Linked DNA regions of Gossypium hirsutum: region 1 is linked to region 2. The links are chromatin contacts, called in public Hi-C maps. All regions are on one chromosome and are shown on one strand. The core of a region is the stretch at or near the end of the contact, and the rest is flanking DNA. Distances in the headings are between cores, read along the strand shown. Region 1 holds the start of LOC107949076 (SWI/SNF complex subunit SWI3D). Region 2 holds the start of LOC107891099 (membralin-like protein At1g60995).

The links. Hi-C and Micro-C count contacts between places; a contact is called where the count stands out from the background.
Region 1: a contact with region 2 is called in a Hi-C map of leaf, with 2.2 times the contacts expected there. The contact joins the promoter of LOC107949076 here to the promoter of LOC107891099 in region 2. A contact is called at or near these places in 4 of 34 Hi-C or Micro-C datasets (callus, hypocotyl and leaf).

Annotation. Positions count from the first base shown.
Region 1 is chrA04:86,175,321-86,179,110 of Gossypium_hirsutum_v2.1, reverse strand. LOC107949076 (SWI/SNF complex subunit SWI3D) reads right to left here and starts at 2,233. Exons shown (of 8, transcript XR_001697626.2): 1 at 1,724-2,233; 2 at 436-974; 3 at 1-7.
Region 2 is chrA04:86,037,383-86,040,955 of Gossypium_hirsutum_v2.1, reverse strand. It overlaps LOC107891099 (membralin-like protein At1g60995), which reads left to right and starts at 1,962. Exons shown (of 14, transcript XM_016815752.2): 1 at 1,962-2,285; 2 at 2,889-2,951; 3 at 3,069-3,506. The coding sequence starts at 2,133.

The sequences.
Region 1 (3,790 bases), core at 984-3,483, 140 kb before region 2:
AATCTGCCTGCCAAATACAAACATAATTGGATCATAAAGAATGGAACAATAAGTCAATAAATAAAACAGATTTACTAAAATAGTTATTGTTCCCATTTTAATCATTCACATTATTCAAAGATTGAAAGCCGTGCATATCAGATTGTGCAGGTGGCGCAAACCATTTATGCTGATTTCTTATTTGTTGGACAAAGATCAATAGCAAAGAAAGTTTGTGGATTCCAGTTTTATTTATCACTTGGCTTGAGCTGAAGATGTCATACAAAATGATTTTGTAGAAGTAAGCATGTATCAGTTCAATGCAGGAAATGTAGAAACATTGACTACCACCATAAGGATACTCAGAAAGATTAGTGCAGTTATTTTTCTCTTCATAGTGATCTAAATAATTTGAGGCTCATACAATTATTTATTAGTCAGTATTCAGTAACTAACCTGCTTCTGGCAATGGTAGCGTTTCCTAGAGCAATCAGCTGAACAAGAGTTGCAATGGTACTCAACAGATGGCCCCTCCGGATTCATCAAGTCCTCAGCAACCGCAGATTCTGGAAGTAGCCCAGATGGTAGAGATGGGCTTGAAAGGTTAGGCTTGGTAACAACTTGTGGGCGTGATTCAATTTCGTCAAAGTGAAACAATTTTTGAAGCAAAGAATCCTTTTCTGTCATCGCATCTCCATCCCCATCCCCATTGGGATTAGGCACAGCAGAACCAGCCGGAGGGAATGGATGAAAATTAATCAAACCCCAGTAGTCCAGGAACTCCAATACCTCCTGCCTTGCATCCAAGTCACCGACTTCAAGATCTTCCAGATCTTTCAACTCAATCTGCTTGCTTGGATTTGCATGAAATTTCTTCACAATCCAATTGCGAATCTCCATGTATGCAGCGGGGGTACGATTTGGGGATTTCCCATTAAAGAAAGAAGGCAAGATACTCTCTTCCAGATGGTGAATTTTTTTCCATGAAAACCATCCTATAGGTACAAAGAGAAGATGAAAACAAAAACCAACAACATGAGGAAACACCAAAGAATCTTATAGTTCAGTTTCTTCTTTTTCAATATTTATAGCTTCAAAATAAGATGCTTCCAATGAAGTCAATTATTAGCCCTAGTTTGCTCTCTGCTAATGAAAATAAGATCAACATTCTCTTTGCAGCTTGAGTACTGTGACCTAATCGTGTTTTTTCCTATGTCATATTCATGTTTAAGTGGATTCTGAGACATTTATGTATTAGTGTAGTATGGATTTTTTTTTTTTTTTTGGGTTCTATGTAATATTTTACTTACGTTTTGCATATCGTGTCTAATATTGCAAGGTCTAATTCTCATGCATGGCTGATAAGAAATGAGCAGAACAAACTGGATGAATATTTATGTACCATTTCATTGTGAATACCATAAAAAAGACTTGGAATTCATATAGCATATAGAAAAAAAATAAAGAAATAAACTCTCAAATTAACTACTCAAGAAAACAAATTCAATATTTTTCTTCTTGTTTTCCACAATTGAGACAAAAAACTACAATACAAACTAAATTGAACTCTAAATCAACAGAAAACGAAAAAAAATTCCACATAATTTCTCCAATTCACTACCTCCCAAGAAAGAATTCACCTCACTAAAGCTGTAAAACAAATAGTTCACCCTTCATTCCCTTTCCTGCCAATTTTCTCATCAACCAAACAAGGAAAAGAAAAAGGGGAAAAGAAAAAACTCACCGCAATGATTAGGAACAACATGCGCATTACTATCACGAGACCTAATAGCCTCAAAATCAGCCTCAATCTTAGCTTCCAAAGCCTCCAACTCTTCACTTGCCTTTAATTCTTCCAAATCTTCCGCCTTTACACTTTGCTTCACCAAATTCGTCTCCTCAAGCTTCGCGCCACCCGATCCCGAACTCGAACCCAAGGCTAGGTTTCCACTAGGCGCCCCTTGGCGAGCCCTGGTTAACGGACCGTAATGGTTAACGGGAGAGTGGGAGATCAAGTTTGACTTCTCCCGAGTAACCCGTTTCGACGGAGTTGATGAAGAACTAGACCCGGAAAGCGAATTAACTTTTCTCTTCAGCGCTCCACCCCGACGGCGAGTTGATGCCAGCTCCGGCTCCGCCGGGGAGTTAACCGCATCCCGGCGTTTCTCCTCCATCACGGGTCGCGGGGTTTGGTTCTATTGGGAAAAGGGTTTTCAGTCGGTTCAGTGTAAAATTTGGTTGATTTGAGCCGAAAGCGTAGTAGTGTGCATTATTGTAGTTATAAATTGGGCCGCATTTTGAAATGCTCAGCTGTGGCCCATTATTGTTATTGTTTTGGTCAAATTCTGCTATTAGACCCTGTATAAGTTGTGCAGTTTTGTTAATTTGATCAATTTTAGTCCTTATACTTCTTGAATTTTAAAATTTTAGTCCTGATTAAATGATAGCTGTTAAATCTGTTTGATTAAATATGCTATTATTCATGTATTATGTGTATATTTATAAATTTAGTCAATATTTTCAAGTGGATCATTCTTAATCTCTATTTTTTTTAATTTTAAAATTTTAGTCTTAATGCAAATGACAATTACTAAATCTATTAACTGATTTTTTTTGTGAGTAAATATATGGAAATAACAAGTTAAAATAGCATTACACATGCAATAATATGTTTAGCGTATTAAATTTTGAAAATAACATAAATTAACTAAATGAATTTAATAGTTACCATTTAATCAGAACTAAAATTTTCAATTTCTAAAAGTACTAGAACTAGAAATGACTAAATTAAACTATAGATGCTAAATCCACAACTTATGTAAAGTACAAGGCCTAATAATAGAATTTGACCTTTTTTTTTCATTTTGTATCTTTATCTTATCTTTGGAGAATTATTTATCGACTATCATAAATTTAATCCTAATAAATGTTTTCATTAGATTTTTTGTTGGACCTCTTTGGGTGCCTCTCCACTAGCATTCAAGGGTCGCAATTCTCAATATTATAATCAATCCTAATAACCTTATTTATAGTGTTGCCAGTCACATCATGAACTTCGATATCTTTACAATGATAAGAAACATTCGTTGTCTGTAACATAACGATGGATCCCAATAATTTCTCTTTGAACAACATCTTAAGATTACTGAACATCTCTTAATCATCATATATATAACACCCTTATACCCAACACAACAATCGAATCAAGTATATGAATGTTATATTGATTGCCAGAATAATAGACTTTGACATTTTGTTCAAAGTAAAATTATCACTTGTTGAATATTTTTAGTTAATTACCAAGATTAGGGATGAACTCGATAATTTTAAAAAAAACATCTTTGCATTTAAGATAGTATTCAAATAAGGATTATTTTGAAAAACAGGGCACACGGTTGTGTCCTCGGGCTGCATGGATCTCGAGAACCGTGTGGTTCCAAAAATATTTGCTTCCATTATTCACACAACCATGTCATAGCCCGTGTCTGCCACACAGTCGTGTCACATCTCGTGTCTGCCACACAGCTATGTGGTTGGCCCGTATAAATTTTAAGAACTGTATCCCAGTTTGAAATTTTAAGTTTTCTTTGCCAATTTTATAACTTTTACCTCTAAGTCCCTGCATACAACTTTCAAATGCAACCAAACCAATTTAAAATTAAGCATATAAATCATTCATATCACTCACTTATTATTATACACCACAAGCATATTGAGTTTTTGTTTAAGTTCTCAGAATTGATAAAGTTTGCAAAGTTTGCATTTTAGTCCTTCATACCCATTCTGATGTCCATTAAACTAACTAATAAAT
Region 2 (3,573 bases), core at 713-3,212:
CAACATTTATCTTTACATTTAAACATTTAAATTTAGTTCTATATTTTCTTCCATCTCCGACCCTGTATCTTCCTCTGGGAAATACTATACAATCCAATTTAGATATTCTTGATTCTCTTCATATTCATCTTCTACAATCCAATTTGGCAATTCCTCGGGATCTTCTTCCTCTTCAATTTTTATAACGGGTATTGAAATTAGAAATTCTCTTGGTAATTTCCTAACATCTAATTTATCCATGGTATGTCAATCACATTTTGCTTCCCAATCAACTTTCGTGAACCTATACTTTGTCTCATATTTTCCTTGCTCCATAAGAGATTATAAACTTTACGAAGCATATAACTAGATTCCAATAGGTTCGTGGTATCAATGTCTTCCAAAGTTGGTCTAACATGATTTGATGTTCCCGTTCTATTAATGTCCCTCTAAGGATTAAGTATTGAACTTTATTCTTCCTAATCATTTCATGACCTTTCCACAACACTTCTTGCATCTTTTTATTTATTGTGATAACGTGTTGAACAATATATTCTTCTAGTTTCATTCTGTAATCTTGCACTTCTCGCATCATCTTATCAACTTTCTCCCTTTGTGCTGAAGTTGTTATTTCATCAAGCAATACCAAATATGTTGCCATTTCTAACAATATCTATATATAACATGCCAAATAAATTTCATAAATATTATCTAATCAACCTAAAATGGGTTTTTTACCGTAATAATATAAAAAATAAAATAAAATAGCAAAATTGGTTGTTTGAAAGATTAAGTCTAAAATACATATAGCAAATAAGTTACATAAAAAAATAATACATTCTTTACATAACATAAATAGGCTTTTTTAGGGTTTTTTTTACAAAATTAATATAAATCAACAATAACAATAACTAACAATAATTAGGATTTTTTTACTAACAATAATAATAAGGGTTTTTTACTAACAATAATAATAACTAACAGCAAAAAATAATAAAAATCAACAATAATAATGACAACAAAAACACAATAACAATATAAAAATTCATTATTTTTAAAAAAATTATACCTTCTTTTTTCTTTTCTTTCTTTTTTCCTTCTCATTCTTTTTCTTTATTTTCTTCTCCTTGCTGCTGCTTCTTGGTCCCAGAGTTGCTGATTCTACGTGCTTATATACTGCTTAAGTGCCGCCTCTGGGACCCACACCACTAATGCCGCCTCTAGCACCCACATGACCTGTTTTTTATTTTTTTTTTCGTTTTCAGCTTTTTTTTTTGTTTTTAGCATTTTTTTTACTGTGCATGTTAGAAATCAAGGTGGTGCCGCCTCTCACAGTGGCGTGACCACCCTGAACGTACCATTCCGGTAATTAGTTTTTTAGGTGTATTATTTTAGAATTTTTTTATACTTCTTTAGTAAAAAGCCCTACTAAAAACAATTGCAGGATTAGTTTTTTTTCTCTCCAATTCAATAGCTTGGTTAAATTCAATTACTAGTTCTATATTATGCGAACAGTTGTAGATTTGCTCCATATTCTCTAATACTTTTTAAATTTCGAGATTTCATTCTCTATGCAATCGATAATCTATAATTGGATTTTTAGTAAGTAATATGTGAAAATAGCAAGCTGGCATGACATTACACATATGATAATTTTGGTGCATCAAATTTTGGAAATAGTAGAAGTTAATAAATTTAATAGTCATCATTTGGTGATAACTGAAATTTTAAAAGTACAAGGACTAAACATAACCAAATTAAAATACAATATTTAAATTCATGACTTTTTCAAAGTACAGGGACTAAATCAGAATTTAACCTTTTATTCACACCAGACTTCTCATTTTATGCTCCAATTTGATCTTAGCTCCAAGCCCAACCAACAATACCCATATGTGCCAGTGTTGTCGTTTTCTAATGTTCATCCTCAGTTGTTGGTCCATTTCATCAACAAATTCCAAAAAGGAAATGATTAAAAAAATGGGATTGCCAGTCAAAGTCATGAGCCCATAAAAACATTTTCAATACCCGACAACCAGTCTTAGATGAACAACACGCAGAAAAAGGAAATTCTTCAAGAAAAAAAAAAAAGCAAAACAATGATAGCTCGATTCATCTGAAATTGTGGAATAGAGGAAAAGAAAGAGAGAGATATGGATCCAGAGCAAACGTTTATAAGGGTTCAAGAGAGATTTTCTCAGATATTAACACCAAGAGTGAGAGTAGCTTTGGAGTATATCTATCTCTTTATTGCCATTACTTCCTTTTGTATTCTTGTTGTTATGCACGCTAATTATGTTCAACAGGTATTTCAACTCTCACCCGCCTTTTTTTTTTTAAATTTTGTGTTGATTTGGGGTTGGGGTTTCTGATTTTGGGTTTCCTTGGAAATTGTTTAATTGGATCGTAATTGCTTAGTTGCTGTACGTTTCATCAAATCCTTTTGGGGTCTTTTATAGTATTGAAACTGGTTTAGCTTTGATCGACTATATATATATTTTATATATATATATAGTTTCATCCTGGTTTAGTAATGTTCACAATTTCAATTCATGAGACGTCGTTTCTATGTTCAACTTGAGTAGCAGATTTACTTTCTTCCATAATCAAAGTTTGAGAAATTGCTTTGTATTATTGATGGTTGCCATGATTAAAACACCCTTTAAAGTATTTTTTTTAATAATGGAAATAGTTAGAGATGGTTCATTGTTTGTGACAATAACTTAGCAGAACTGTTTAATTGTTGATATCACAGTGCAGCATATTGTTATTTACTTAAGAATTGAACTTAGGATGGCAGAATGTGATTTTGTTTTTTCTTCTTCTATTCAGTTCCCCTTCTTTAAACTGCTTTTCTATACATGTATGGAAGACTTGAATGATTATGTTGCTTTTTTTTGCATATGAAGCCTGGATGTTCAAGTGAGCTCTCTGGAGTTGAATCAAATGAAGTCCAACTTGTTCAGATTAAGGTAGGCAATTCGATTTTGTTTTTACCGTACTAATGCTACAGAAGTTTTTAAGATAATGAGATTTTGTTTAATATCAAACTATTATGCCTTAGACTTCAAATTTGTCCTTTGTTGTAGATAACCAGTGCTGGCTTGTGGTCACAAGATGAGTCTGAACCCCCTGTTGTAAATAATCTTGACATGGAAACTGTAACTGAAAACATAGAAGTTGCAAATGCTGATGATGATGGGTTGATGTTCTTGGATGCCGAGTTTTGGTTGAACTGGTTTAGTTCTGGTGCTAGGAAAGGAAAATTGGCATTGAAGTTCTGGAAGACTGATGATGAATTTATTGAGAAGCAAGCAGAATACTCTACCAATGGTGAAAGTTCTAAGCCAACTATTGATGATGCAGCTCTTAAAATCGAGAAAGAGGAGACACGTAATGGTTTCTATTTATCAGCAAAACAGACATTTAAAGCGGCTTTTGTGCACTTTGGTAAAAAGTGGTACAGACGTTTATCATTTGTTTGGAGACATGGCATTCAGATCTTTGGAAGTTTCCAGAAGTTGTGGGTGAGTGAATAAGGAAATGACCATGTCCTCATTACGTGGCTTAAACTTCTCTTTGCTGAGTTTGAAC